2 separate regions of the Mus musculus genome follow, and region 1 is linked to region 2. A link is a contact called in public Hi-C data. All regions are on one chromosome and are shown on one strand. The core of a region is the stretch at or near the end of the contact, and the rest is flanking DNA. Distances in the headings are between cores, read along the strand shown.

Region 1 (6,243 bases), core at 2,856-5,355, 84 kb after region 2:
TCTCCCATGCCTGTGGATCATCAAACCAGCATCCAAACAAACCTCAAAGGGACAATAGCTTAGGGAGACATCAACCTTCTTTGAGGTGATGTGTGGAAGATGGTTGGGGACACTGGAAGAGACACAGAGTGATGCAGGGACTGTGTTAATTCATCGTCTGTACCTTGCTGCTAGAGAAAGCCACACTTGGAATTCACCAGGAAACTAGGATCTCCAGGAGTCTCAATCCTGGCTTCCTGGCAGCCAGTACTTTTTCTTCTTCAATTCAATTAAATCAGTCCTAATGAGTGGGTCTATAGAATGGAAGCTCCTGTTTGCAGAGCCCAGGGAATGATAACCAGCCAACATTAATGAGGATGGTCACTGAAAATGAGAAAACTTGATTCTCCCACCCAGGCAGCAGGTAGAGTTCTGGTTTCAGGCATCAAGGTTCAGACTTGTAGCTCATAGTCTCCTTTGCAGTGAGAGACATTTAGCAACAGAGCTCCTGGGCTTTTCCTATGTCCTGACTCCTCTCAGTTCGGCCATGCTCGATCCGTGATTCCTCTGGCTGCCTCACTACAGAAGTCTCTCAATAAACAGAAGCAACCGCATTTTAACGGAGATGGTAAAATACCTTTCCTGATTCCGTAGGCACGGGTCGAGGGCAGGAGTCAGAGGTCTGACACGCAGCTCATGTTTACCCTTTGATCATGTGTCATTTTTGTTAGAAGACAACATATGCCATCCTTTGCTGTGTTTTTAAAATAGATTCAGAGGAAGTATGGAATTAATCTTAACCTTAAACACATTGAGCCCAGTACTTCCTATCCAACTGGAGAATGCACTATCTAGTTTCCTACACCTCGCCCTTGCTAAGTTTAGGCCCTTTGGGTCAGCTGTTAAGAAGGAAAAGAAGTGGGAGGAGGCAGGGCTTCAGGAGGATAAGGCATAGCACAGCCCAGAGCATCCAACTTACTTCCTCACAACTCCCCTCCCCCACTGTAATGTAATCAGGCTAAAGGGCCTTGTGATTTTCAGTGTTTCAAAGAGGGAACAGGGCATTTCTCTTTCTCACTGTGCTCCACTTTATTGATGTATCTTTATGAGTGCTGAAAAACAGCCCATTAACAGCACATATCTTGATGGTCTTGCTATTCTATAGAAAGCACAGCTTTGCTTTGCTCGTTAAAAACTGGCTCTAAGAAGAAAGTAACCACATAAGATCTCCATTTTATCTGCTCTCCAAGGCAGAGAGAGGCAGTGCTGAGCAACAGTGCTTGTAGAATTTGTCTTTTTCATCTCTCTCTCTCTCTCTGCATGCATGTATGTATGCATGTATGTATTTATATATTTAAAGTATTCACTCACTTTATATCCCAGTTGTAGCCCCCTCCTTCCTCTCCTCCTAATCTCACCCTTATAACCCCTCCCCCCAAGTTACCCCCTCAGAGAAGAGGAAGCTCCTCTTGGGTACCACCCTGCCCTGGAATATCAAGTCGCAGAAAAACTATGCACATCTTACCCCACTGAAGCCCGAGTAGGCAGGCCAGCTAGGGGGAGGGTATCCAGTAGCAGGCAACCCTCCTGATCCAATTGTTAGGAGACCCACATGAAGACCAAGCTGCACATCTGCTACAGATGTGTAGGGGGCCTAGGTCCAGCCATGTTCTTTGGCTGGTGGCTCATGGGCCCAGGTAAGTTGACTCTGTTATCTTGTGGTGTCTTTGAACCCTCCAGCTACTTAATCCTATCCCCTACTCTTCTGCATGACTCCCAAGCTCTGCCTGGTGTTTGGCTGTGGATCTCTGGCTTCTTCATTTAGTTAAAGTTGTTGAAATGACCCATTTATACCCAAGTCAGTCAATAGTCTTCCATCTTTAGAGATATTTATACTTTAGCTCAGGAAGATGGCACTCAGAGGCTATTGTATCTTCAGCCTGATTTTCCCTGAGCTGAGCCCTGTGCTGTGGCTTCAGCTGGGTGTTCAGCTGATGCTACTTGGAGTGATGCTGTGTTAGAGTCTGCTGCTTTAGGGTCTGGGTACCCTTTGGGGGCCAGGAGCCATCTAGTGCAGGTGAGCTGACCCCATGAAGTGGACCCAGTACCATGTTTCAGTGGAGGGGGATACTTTGTAGATTTTCTCTCTCCTTCAGCAACCCCTAGTTTCCCAGGCCTCAGCCTGGATGCTACCACCCTTCCTCTCAGAGACCAGGCATCCACTTTTCATAGAAGCACAGAAAATCACAGAGAGCAGAGTTTCTGGCTTCCCAGACAAAGAGCACAAAGGAAACCTGGAGAGGAGTTTGTAAAGCAAACAGTAGAGGGAGGAGCAAAACCTGCCATCAGTGAGAGCAACATGACCTGTTTTTTTTTTTTTTAAGATTTATTTATTTATTATATGTAAGAACACTGTAGCTGTCTTCAGACACACCACAAGAGAGCATCAGATTTCATTATGAATGGCTGTGAGCCATCATGTGTTTGCTGGGATTTGAACTCATGACCTTCAGAAGAGCAGTCGGCGGTGCTCTTAACCACTGAGCCATCTCTCCAGCCCAACATGACCTGTTTTGTGGAAAATTTAAAAACACATAGTTAAAATTTTAAGAAGACAAGAACATGAGTTCTTATGGGTCCATCATGCAACTCCCATAACCACCAGCTCTCTGCTAGCTTGCTTATGAGTACCACTCCCCATGTGTATTTTGTGTATGTATGTCCGGTAGAATTTTACCTTCACAGCATGTGAGCCTTACCTACTCCCATAACAAGTATGCAAAAATAAAATTTCATTAGTGAATACTTGTTGAGTTTTTCTGTTGAGATCCCTTCCCACTTTTTGCAAAGGTCCTGGGACAGAAGACTGCAGAATGTTTCAATTAAATGCTAATAAATGCAGAAAGTGACCCCTCCCCCAGTCCTCGGGTCCTCCTCAGCAGTGGCTTTCAGCCACTTCCTTCTGTCTGGATTCTTAAAAGTGTCCCTGGTGGGCTGCTAGTGACCTGTGTGCTGCCTCTGGCACCCACACACTTCAAGGACAAGCTTCCTCTGGGCATTTGTGACCACTGGGGCTCAAACTTTTCTTAATTGCTTGTATGTTCATCGACTGTCCTTTTGTCACGGTGCAGTGACCCATTTTTTTTTTTTTTTCAACCACTGGGCTGATGGGATCTGATGAGCTGCCAAGTCACATTGATGGGATGTGACTCAGAGAAGGGAGCCACACACGTGATAGTGTGGTGGCATTTGTCTTGATGAAATGCTTTCATTTTATAGAATGTTTGAATTACCACTGTTACTGCGAAAGATGAGCTAATGGCACCTGTTTTGATTCATACGATAATAAAACAGGAAAAAAATTAAAACAAATCTATAAAATCATATGACTATTTCATTCAAGTATTTCTTGGCCACATGCCGTTCTTGGTTCTAAGGCGTAAGCAAGCAATGAAGTTTGAATGAATCAGGAGAGAGTGAGTGTTGTACACATGTTCCTGTTGCTGTAAATGGTTTTAATTTGTCATTCTTTCCCGCTCCCCAAACACACTTAAATCAGAATACACGTAGGAAAAAGATGTGTGTACACTATAAAGGATTTGAAAATAGGACTGAGAAAAATGGGCTTTGTAAATGTGAACATGCTAGATTCAACAGCACACTAAAGGGGTCCCAGAGGGCAGAGCGCACTTGCCTGGATCCTTCTCTTGCTTCTCAGCCAGTTGGCTTCCTGTTGGCTTCAGGTAATGGAAAGATTATGGAGTGGGAAGAGAGGATAAGCCTGATGTGTTGGTTTCCTGTGGCTAGTGTTGCAAATTGCTAAATACACACACACACACACCTACCTAGTGGCTTAAGCTACACAAAGTTATCATTTTATGGTTTGGGAGGCCAAAAGTCAGAAATTTATCTTCAGAGACTAAACTCAGTAGGGCTACCCTCATGCAGGCTCTAGAGACACCCCTAACCCCCGCGCCCCCCTTTTAGGGCATACCCATATTCTTCTGCTTGTGAACACACAACTCTAGTACTGCCTTGACTGACCTCCCTGCCTCTCTCTTATCAGGTCCATTGTGATGACAGTGGGTTTCTGGAAAACTCTGCAGGGCTCCCAGGATGACTCATCAGCCTCTTGTCAGACGTCATTTCTTCCTCAGCCGCTTTTGGAGCAGATCCCCTCCTCTTACTGCTTGACAAGCTGAAGTGGTTTACTGGGTTTTGGACAAGGGGAAGTGGAAGTGCTTGGGTAGTGTTTGTGGGGACAGGGCAGGGAGATGCGAGATGTCTTGGGCACTTGGGTAATTATGAGCAGAGGCTTAGTTTTCCATTTGCCAAGAGAGTTTTCTCTCTCTCTCTCTTAGGCAAACATGCGTGAATGGGGAAGAACTATCTGGAGGACAGCAGTAGTTAGATAGTAAAGGCAGACACACTGGGCCTGTAACTCAGAGCAGTTCGATTTCTGGGTGCAGCTAGTGGGTGCTCCTGACAGAGGTTTTGAACAATACAGGACTAAGGAGAGGTTGGCAAAGCACCTTTGAGAAGGGGATTGATTTCCAGCTAGGCTGCTTAGTCTTCAATTTCCCCTTTCACCCTCTTTATGATCTGCAACAAACTGCTGTGCTCCCTAGCATGTGCCTATGAAAGTGGGACAAGGTCACACAACATTAAGGCTGGCATCAATGCTAAATGAGGTAATGCTCAGAGAAGTATTAAACACATGTGCGACTTCAATTCAATACATAGTTCTAGAAATCCTGAGCCCCTATCCGTGGGCTGCTTGCTGTCCTAAGTCATTGCTCTCTTGGATCTTTTAGCCTACAGGCATATAGAGACATCAGAGTGTACCTAACAACAAACTTAGCTTAGAAAGAAAACCGGGGATGGGAAGACAGAAGGTACACAGGTTTCCTAGGGTGGATGGCTTGAGTTGTGCTAAATGACTGAAATTAAGCCAATGTGTCTGGACTCAAAAGAGCGAGGAGACAGAGAAAGATCTGAGGAAGCCAGCAGGTAAGGGTATTAGGCTCTATGCTAGGAGTCTGTGGAAGCCGTTGAAGGATTTTGGCATCAAACATGTATGTGTATGATGAAGACTTAGGAAGCACCACTGTTAATGGCTCCTGGAGATCAGATTGGAGAGGTGCCAGGTGAGGTGGTGAGAGAAGGGCCTATACTGCTTTGGTAGATGCTCACCTGGATGCCTGGAGCAGGGACTGTGCAGTGAGGGAGAAGCTGGGGTCCAAGAAGGCAGAGAGCACTGGGGAGCCCCTGGATTGATTGACTAGGGAACAATTGCAACTTATCCCTTTGTGTGCTGGACACAGAGGGACAGAGGAGCTTTGGAGACATCTCAGAAAAGATGTTCCCAGTCACTTGGGAGAGGTCTGCCATGGAGCTAGAAATGTTGAACACACTAACTTATAAATAAGGAAACTCTGACCGGACAAGCTAACACGTCTCAAAGTGTTAGTCTGCAGCAGACAAGGCTCTGTTACTGTCCTAGCTCCCTTAATATCTGCAACAGACTTGAGAGATGTTTTCTCCACTTTACAAATGAGGACACAGAGACACCAGAGCTATCCTAGACCTTGCTCAAGGTCAAACAATTACCAAGGCTTAGAACCAGGATCCAAACCCAGGTCAGCCCTGGTGCAATATTTCTGACCACTTCAGCACACCTGATCTCTTGGTGAGTGAATTGGCACAGTTTCAGGATCTACACTGGTTCTATTACAGAACTGGGCTCTATCACATGGGCTGGGCTGCCAAAGCTACCCCATCAGTTTTCAGGGTACAGGAGATGTTGGTGTTTCTGGTTGCCATGGTTTGCATAATATGCATTCCTCACCTGCTGGAATCTCCTGCGCTGAGCAGCAGCTGCCAGTGACTGCAGAGCGACACATGCCAGAGCCTCAGAGAAGCACGTGCAAGAGAGGCTGCAGTGGACAGCCGCAGGCGGTGACTATCTTTTCAAGCAAAAACATGTTTGAAATGTTGGGGTTACAGCAGGGCTCTGCCTCTTTCAACAGGCAGGAGGCTGATCCTCACCCTAAACTAGGCAAACACTGCCTGTAGGAAAACTTTGGTTATTGTTTGTAAGCCAGAGAAACTTGACTCTGCCCATCTTCATTGCACCCAGAAAGTGCAAAAGATGTGTTGCCATGGCAAAAGGTCTACCAACTTCCTCTGCAACCATGGTAGTGTCTTAGCCTGGCGGGATGCCTTCAGCGAGCAATCCCCTCCCATGCCTAGAGTGGGTGGAGC
Region 2 (6,092 bases), core at 174-2,673:
ACCGAAGCAGTGGGCGGGGGATCCTGGCCTCTCTGGACAGCAGTCACTGTCCACATTGGTCAATGCCAAGAAACCTTTTACACCAGTATCCATGTATCTGATTCAGCCATTGTGCTATGCTTAGAATGGGCTCTATTGAGATGACACAGGGCTAGAACCTGGCAATCTGTCTCCTTTGCTATCACTGGGTTTCCCCCTTTCCTCTGTGATGTTGAGAGATTTCCTTTGCTCGCTTCTCTGGGACCCTGACATCTACTCTACTGGGAGTGTATGTGTTCCTGAAGACAAAAGAGCCTTCCACTGAAAATGACTTCTGTTCCCACATTCACACGTCACAGAGGGGAGGGAATGCTAACTCGTCGTCGTGGCTGGAGATGAGAGAGATGGGAACATAGAGATACCAAATCTCAGACTGTCTCTAGGTTGCTGCACTGTGTCTCAGGATGAAACCTCTGTTGCCACACGGCAGGGAGCTCCGCACTCAGAAGGGGTCCTTACTAGCATTTGTTTAACATAAGCAACAGACCATTCTATCCACAGAGTGTCCAAATCCCCCGGCATCCCTGGTGTGTGGCGATGTGATGTCACAGCAGATAGCTCGATAGACAGCGTCCAGGTAGAAGAGCCAATGGAGGAAGAGTCCGCCCCCACCCACAACCCATCTATTAGAGTTGCAACTAGGAAGCAAACCTAGAATTGGGAAGGATGCTTCTGGACTGTGCTATCAAAGATATACGGTGCCTGTATCTCTTTTAATAGAAATTAATAGCAATCATTTAGTACAAGCTGGAAAAATACCACAAATGAAATGAGAAGAAATCAGGAACAGCCACGTGGGCTCTAGCTCTGACGTCATCAATTGCATGGGACTGTATCAGTCATCTCCAAAAGACGATCTGCATTATTTATTACATGGATGTGAAGAGTTAGAAAATGCTCTTTGCGTGGGAGTTTGCAACATGTATGTTACTTTCATCATCACGCCAGAGGCTAAGTATACTCCGTACCTCACACTGTTTCTGTTCAGAGTGGGAAAAAAAAAAAGCACCCAGGATACACAGGTTGCTGTCAAATAAAAACACTCCACTTTACACGACAGCGCTTCACCAGGAGGCTTCAACGTGGTGGTACTGTGCTGTTTCCATTAGTAGAAAAGAATATTTTGTGACTTGGCTTTGAATGCCACCACCACCTGGTGGTGTACTATTTATTCTATTAATCTACCCAGCATCAACAGAAGTTTGGACCGTGAAGCCCTGTTATATTTGGCTGTAGAACCACATATTTTTTAAAAGCTTGTTATTTAAAAGCAACAATCAGTCATTGTACATATTTATGGGGCCCAATGTGGACTCCACAGTTATTTCTTGAGGCCAGTAAGGGTTTGTTCACTGCACGTAACATCAGTGGCCTCTGTGTTCCACTAGGTGGCAGACGTCTCTCAGCGAGCGCCGGAGCCGTTTGGTACCTGGGAAAGGACAAAGCCTTCCAACTTTTGCTTTTTCCCTTTGCTATGACCTGGAAAATCACTGGGCTACCTTGGAGGCCGAATTTAGATTTCCTGCTCAAACCACCGTTACCCTATTTAGAGGAGTGAAATTAGGGTCAGCCTGTTACCATTCCAGGAGAGGAGACGACAGAGAAGCCTTTCATGGGCTCCTCTGAAGAGAAGGGCTTGTTCTTGCTTTTAACGATATTTTCCCCAAACCAGAAAGATGCCATATTTTAAAAGTGAAATTAAACACGATTGAAAGAACAAACAAGGCTGCTGATGTAGTGAGCTGTGGGTACACGTTCACAACCTGGCAAATATTGCTGGGATATTTATGTGGGTAAATATTTTTTTCATTTCCCAAAATCAGTTGAGAAGTGTCATTGTAACTCAAGCTTATGACACCAGTGTGGAAATAAAAATAAATTAAGCAATTAATAACATGCTCCCAAAATTTATTTTTTTCTGATCATTTTTTTTGGGGGGGTGGGATGGGGTTTTCGTTTTTTTCTACAGGAGTTGTAAGCATTGATTTTGTGGCATACTCTGGTCGATATGTTTTACAAGAAATAAGAATTGAGGGGCTGGGGATGGCTCAGTTGATAAAGTGCCTACTGTGTGAGTATGAGGACTTGAGACCCCAGCACCCAGGCGCAGCTGTCCAATGCTAGACATGGGCAGGTCTCTAGGCTTGCTGGCCAGCCAGTTTAGCTGAATCCCGGGGCTCCAGGTTCAGTGAGAGACTCACTCAAAAACTAAGGTGCAGAGCAATTGAGGAAGACATCCAGTGTTGACTTCTGGCCTCCATGCACATGTGCGCACACACCAAGTGCATACACACCCCGTGCTCCCATACCTACAGGGAAATAAAAAAGGGGTTTCTCCATAATAGATTCTTGCTGTGTTCCTGGAACACTAAGCTCAGTAGAGGAATTCATTTGGAAAATCACGCAACTCAAATTGCATCCTGTCGTTAACCTGGGATTCCTTTTGGTTCAAGAAACAAGTAGAAAAAGATATTCTGGTAGCTAGGTGTGGAGGGACAGGCTGAAGCACAAGTACTTGGGAATTGGAGACAGAGAGATTAAGAATTCAAGGTCATTTTTGGCTAGGTAGCAAGTTTGAGGCCAACCTGTGATACAAAACAGTATCAACTAATGACAGTAACAGACAAGTGAACAAACAGACAGAAACACCCAATAAACCCTTTTGCTTCCACCACAGATGTTTTGATCAGAGGGGGGGACCCTCCCTCCCCCCCCCCCCAGAAATTAGGACGTGAAGGAGAAATGTCAGACCAGGGTGACCACTCAGGTTTCTTACGAAGCTCCCTTCTGAAGACAGGGATGGAAGAAGGGTGTGTGGAGGAAGGTGTAGGTGCAGGCTGTCTCTTCCTTCTTCCTCTCATTCTCCTGTTGTTTTGATTTTTAACTGTAAGGCCTGGGGATTAGACCTAGGGCCTTGTGCCTGTCTGGCAAGCAGTCTACCACTGAGCTACTGCCCCATGCATCCCCCCCCCCCCACAAACCCCCATTCCCCGACCTTGACCCCTGATCCCTTCTCTCTCTTTCTCTCTGGACTCACTACAGAGATTAGCCTGGCCTGGTGCCTGCAGGTTGTTTAACCTCCTTAGCCTTGCCCTGTGTTTTCAGTTTCAGTTCACAGGAAAAAAAAAAAGAAAGCTGTGCTTTAAATGGAAATACCCAGCCCAGTGAGAGCTGAGAGTGTGAGCTTCTCTGTAGTGGGAAGATAGTCTCAGCAAAAGAGCAATGTTTAAAAGTTCTAAAAGACTTTAATCAATGTGAGAAATCAAAGATTAGACAAGATTCAAGTGATGGCTCAAAAAGAGGCTAGGGTATGCTTATATACATCCCAGTTTTAATACGTTTTATTTATTTATTTATTTATTTATTTATATTTATTTTTATTAGGTATTTTCTTTATTTACATTTCCAATGCTATCCTAAAAGTCCCCCATACCCTCTCCCCCACTCCCCTACCCACCCACTCCCACTTCTTGGCCCTGCCGTTCCCCTGTACTGAGGCATATAAAGTTTGCACGACCAATGGGCCTCTCTTTCCACTGATGGCCAACTAGGCCATCTTCTGATACATATGCAGCTAGAGACACGAGCTCTGGGGGGGGGGGTACTGGTTAGTTCATATTGTTGTTCCACCTATAGGGTTGCAGACCCCTTTAGCTCCTTGGGTACTTTCTCTAGCTTGTTTTATTTGTTTTAATATTGGAATATTGTCTTTGTGTATGATACCCAAACGGTTTAACATTTAAATGTTGATTAATACTAGTTATTTTTAACTTCCTAGCACAGCGGTTTGGAAACTTGACCACACAAGAACTACCTGGAGTGGTTTTAAAAACAACAACGACAACTGGTAGCATTTTGTTTAAGTTCGGCCCCAGTTACCTGGCAATGGCCAGGTATGCCTGACTCACTATAAAAGGGGCTGCTTTCCCCTCCTCTGCTCTCTCTCCTCCTCCTCCTCTTCCTCTTCTTCCTCCTCCTCCTTCTCCTTTTCCTCCTCCTCCTTCTCCTCTTCCTCCCCCTCCTTCTTCTTCTTCTTCTTCTTCTCTCTCTCTCTCTCTCTCTCTCTCTCTCTCTCTCTCTCTCTGTCTCTACTACCCTCTCAACTCCCCTCCCCATGCCCTGAATCAACTCTATTCTATAATACACTGTTGTGTGGCTGGTCCCTCGGAAAGAAGGGATGCCTCAGTATGGGCCCTTGGAGGCACCTGCTTCCCCCATACCTGACTACTCCTCCATCAAACATATTCCCTTTCTCTTTTTATGAACACAACAACAACAACAACAACAACAGCAACAACAACAACAACAACAACATCTAGCCAAGGTAGCCTAGGGAATGCTCAATCGAACACCCAATTAAATATCCAATCCAATGCTCAAGCCTCATGTGTCAGCACCCTACTCCAATGTTCTGGGATTATTGGCAAGTGACAACACACCCAGCTGGTAGCAGGCGGCTTGGCTTTTAAAACTATTTACTCTTACCCCAGGGCAAAGAGATCTGAGGGTGGAAGAGAACCTGATGCCCCAGGTGATTCTGGTGTTGAGCCTCGGAGGAGAGTCCTTGAAAATTGCTTTTTCTCTAAACGTTGTGTGCAACGTTTTTTTTTATATTTGTAGTTTGGATCAAATAACTGTAAATGAAGTATGGTGTTTTCCAGTGCCCTTTTAGGCAGCAGACTGGTTAGATAGGGGACGAGCAACTGTTGAGTTAAGAGTGAGTCTAGGCTTTTGGCCCAAGAAAGAATGAAAAAGTTGCCTGTCATGCAGATGGAGAAGCAGTGTGACTAACATGGTTAGAGCAGAGACCCCTAGTTTTGGATATAAAAAAAACTGAGGCTGAAACCAATCTGGGCTACATAGCTGACTCTTCTTTTTCTTCTTCTACTTTTTTTTTTTTTTTAATGGCACCTCCAGGTGGTTCTTATGCAATCAAGTTTGGAGCCGCTGTGTTAGGGACTGGAAACAAAACAAAACAAAACAAAACAACCAAAACACAAAAAACAAAACAAAACAAACAAATAAAAAACCATGGTAGAAATCATTACAAATTCAGGTCAACATTTCAGGCCAGCAGTTGTGGATTTCTAAATGCATCATTTGGCAGTCATGAGCATCTAAATGCTATTTAAAGCCATGAAGTCAGACGATCCCCTAAGGAGTAAGTAGAGGTGGTAGGTAAGGATGATGATTGAGAGGTCCTAGGAGGTGAGAGAGTGGAGGAGAGGGAGTTAGGTGAAGAGGGGCAGCTAGCAGGTGAGGCATCTTTCCCTCCAGATGAGGACAGAGAACAAGTCTGCCCCACCTTCCCCCCGCTCTGTGGCTCTGCTATGAGAAGATGTTGACGGGTGTGGGTGGGCGAGAGTTTTCTGCTCCAGCATCTCTGGGGAAACTACAAAGAGAGAAGGTGCTGGGTTCATCCAGGCTTTCTCTAGGGAACTGCTGGGAAAGCCAGAGAGGAAAGGGCATTGGAGCTCTGAGAAGGGACTGTGAAGTGTGGTCCAGCGAGCCAGAGTAGAGAGAGGGGGAACCACACACAGAAGTGTGTGGGCCCATGAATCAGAGGTCTCAGAGAACAAGTATAGTGGGAATGGTTGGCAGGTAAGTGGATAGGAAAGAGTTGGGTTAGGCAGAGAGTTTGAGTTATAAATTTAACAGAGAAATGGTTTGGGGTGAAGACATTTTGGGATGCGACAGCATAATGTTAGGGATGGAATACAGAGCTTTGCAAATAGTAGGTAAATGCTCTACCATTGAACTATATATACCCTCTGCCCCACGTATAAGTGTCTATTGTTTTGGGTATCTAATATCTTCAATGAAGGTGAGGAAGTGGATGGGGAATTTCAAGGGACAATGTCGCTAGAAGGGTAAGGCACAGTCAGATGGCAGAAACTCTGGTGGAGCAGAGATTTTAAAGCAGGCACCTGTGAGCCATTGGTCTAAAAGGAGAGTGGCCACTGGGGCATCCACATCCCACCTTGCCTTTGTATGGGGGAGGTGTATTTTCACAGGAGATAATATTAGAATAGGGTAAGCACATAATGCAGACT

What was found. A called contact is a pair of places that touch in the nucleus more often than the background predicts.
Region 1: a Hi-C map of bone marrow-derived macrophages shows a contact between it and region 2, with 5 times the contacts expected there. The contact joins two enhancer-like sites. A contact is called at or near these places in 13 of 484 Hi-C or Micro-C datasets (the BV-2 cell line, the C2C12 cell line, the HPC-5 cell line and 8 more), 4 of 115 datasets of contacts at active chromatin or transcription factors (bone marrow-derived dendritic cells, fibro-adipogenic progenitors, heart atrium and 1 more) and 1 of 9 other capture datasets (bone marrow-derived macrophages).

Annotation. Positions count from the first base shown.
Region 1 is chr3:109,251,021-109,257,263 of GRCm38.p6, forward strand. No RefSeq gene overlaps it. Among named protein-coding and RNA genes, the nearest start is that of Vav3, 87 kb to the right of the region's middle. Within about 2 kb of position 4,106, at least 129 of the 459 cell types and tissues checked have an H3K27ac peak or open chromatin away from gene starts, as enhancers often do. A contact at or near this core is called in bone marrow-derived macrophages, where this site is marked.
Region 2 is chr3:109,170,103-109,176,194 of GRCm38.p6, forward strand. No RefSeq gene overlaps it. Among named protein-coding and RNA genes, the nearest start is that of Slc25a24, 50 kb to the left of the region's middle. Within about 2 kb of position 1,424, at least 25 of the 459 cell types and tissues checked have an H3K27ac peak or open chromatin away from gene starts, as enhancers often do. A contact at or near this core is called in bone marrow-derived macrophages, where this site is marked.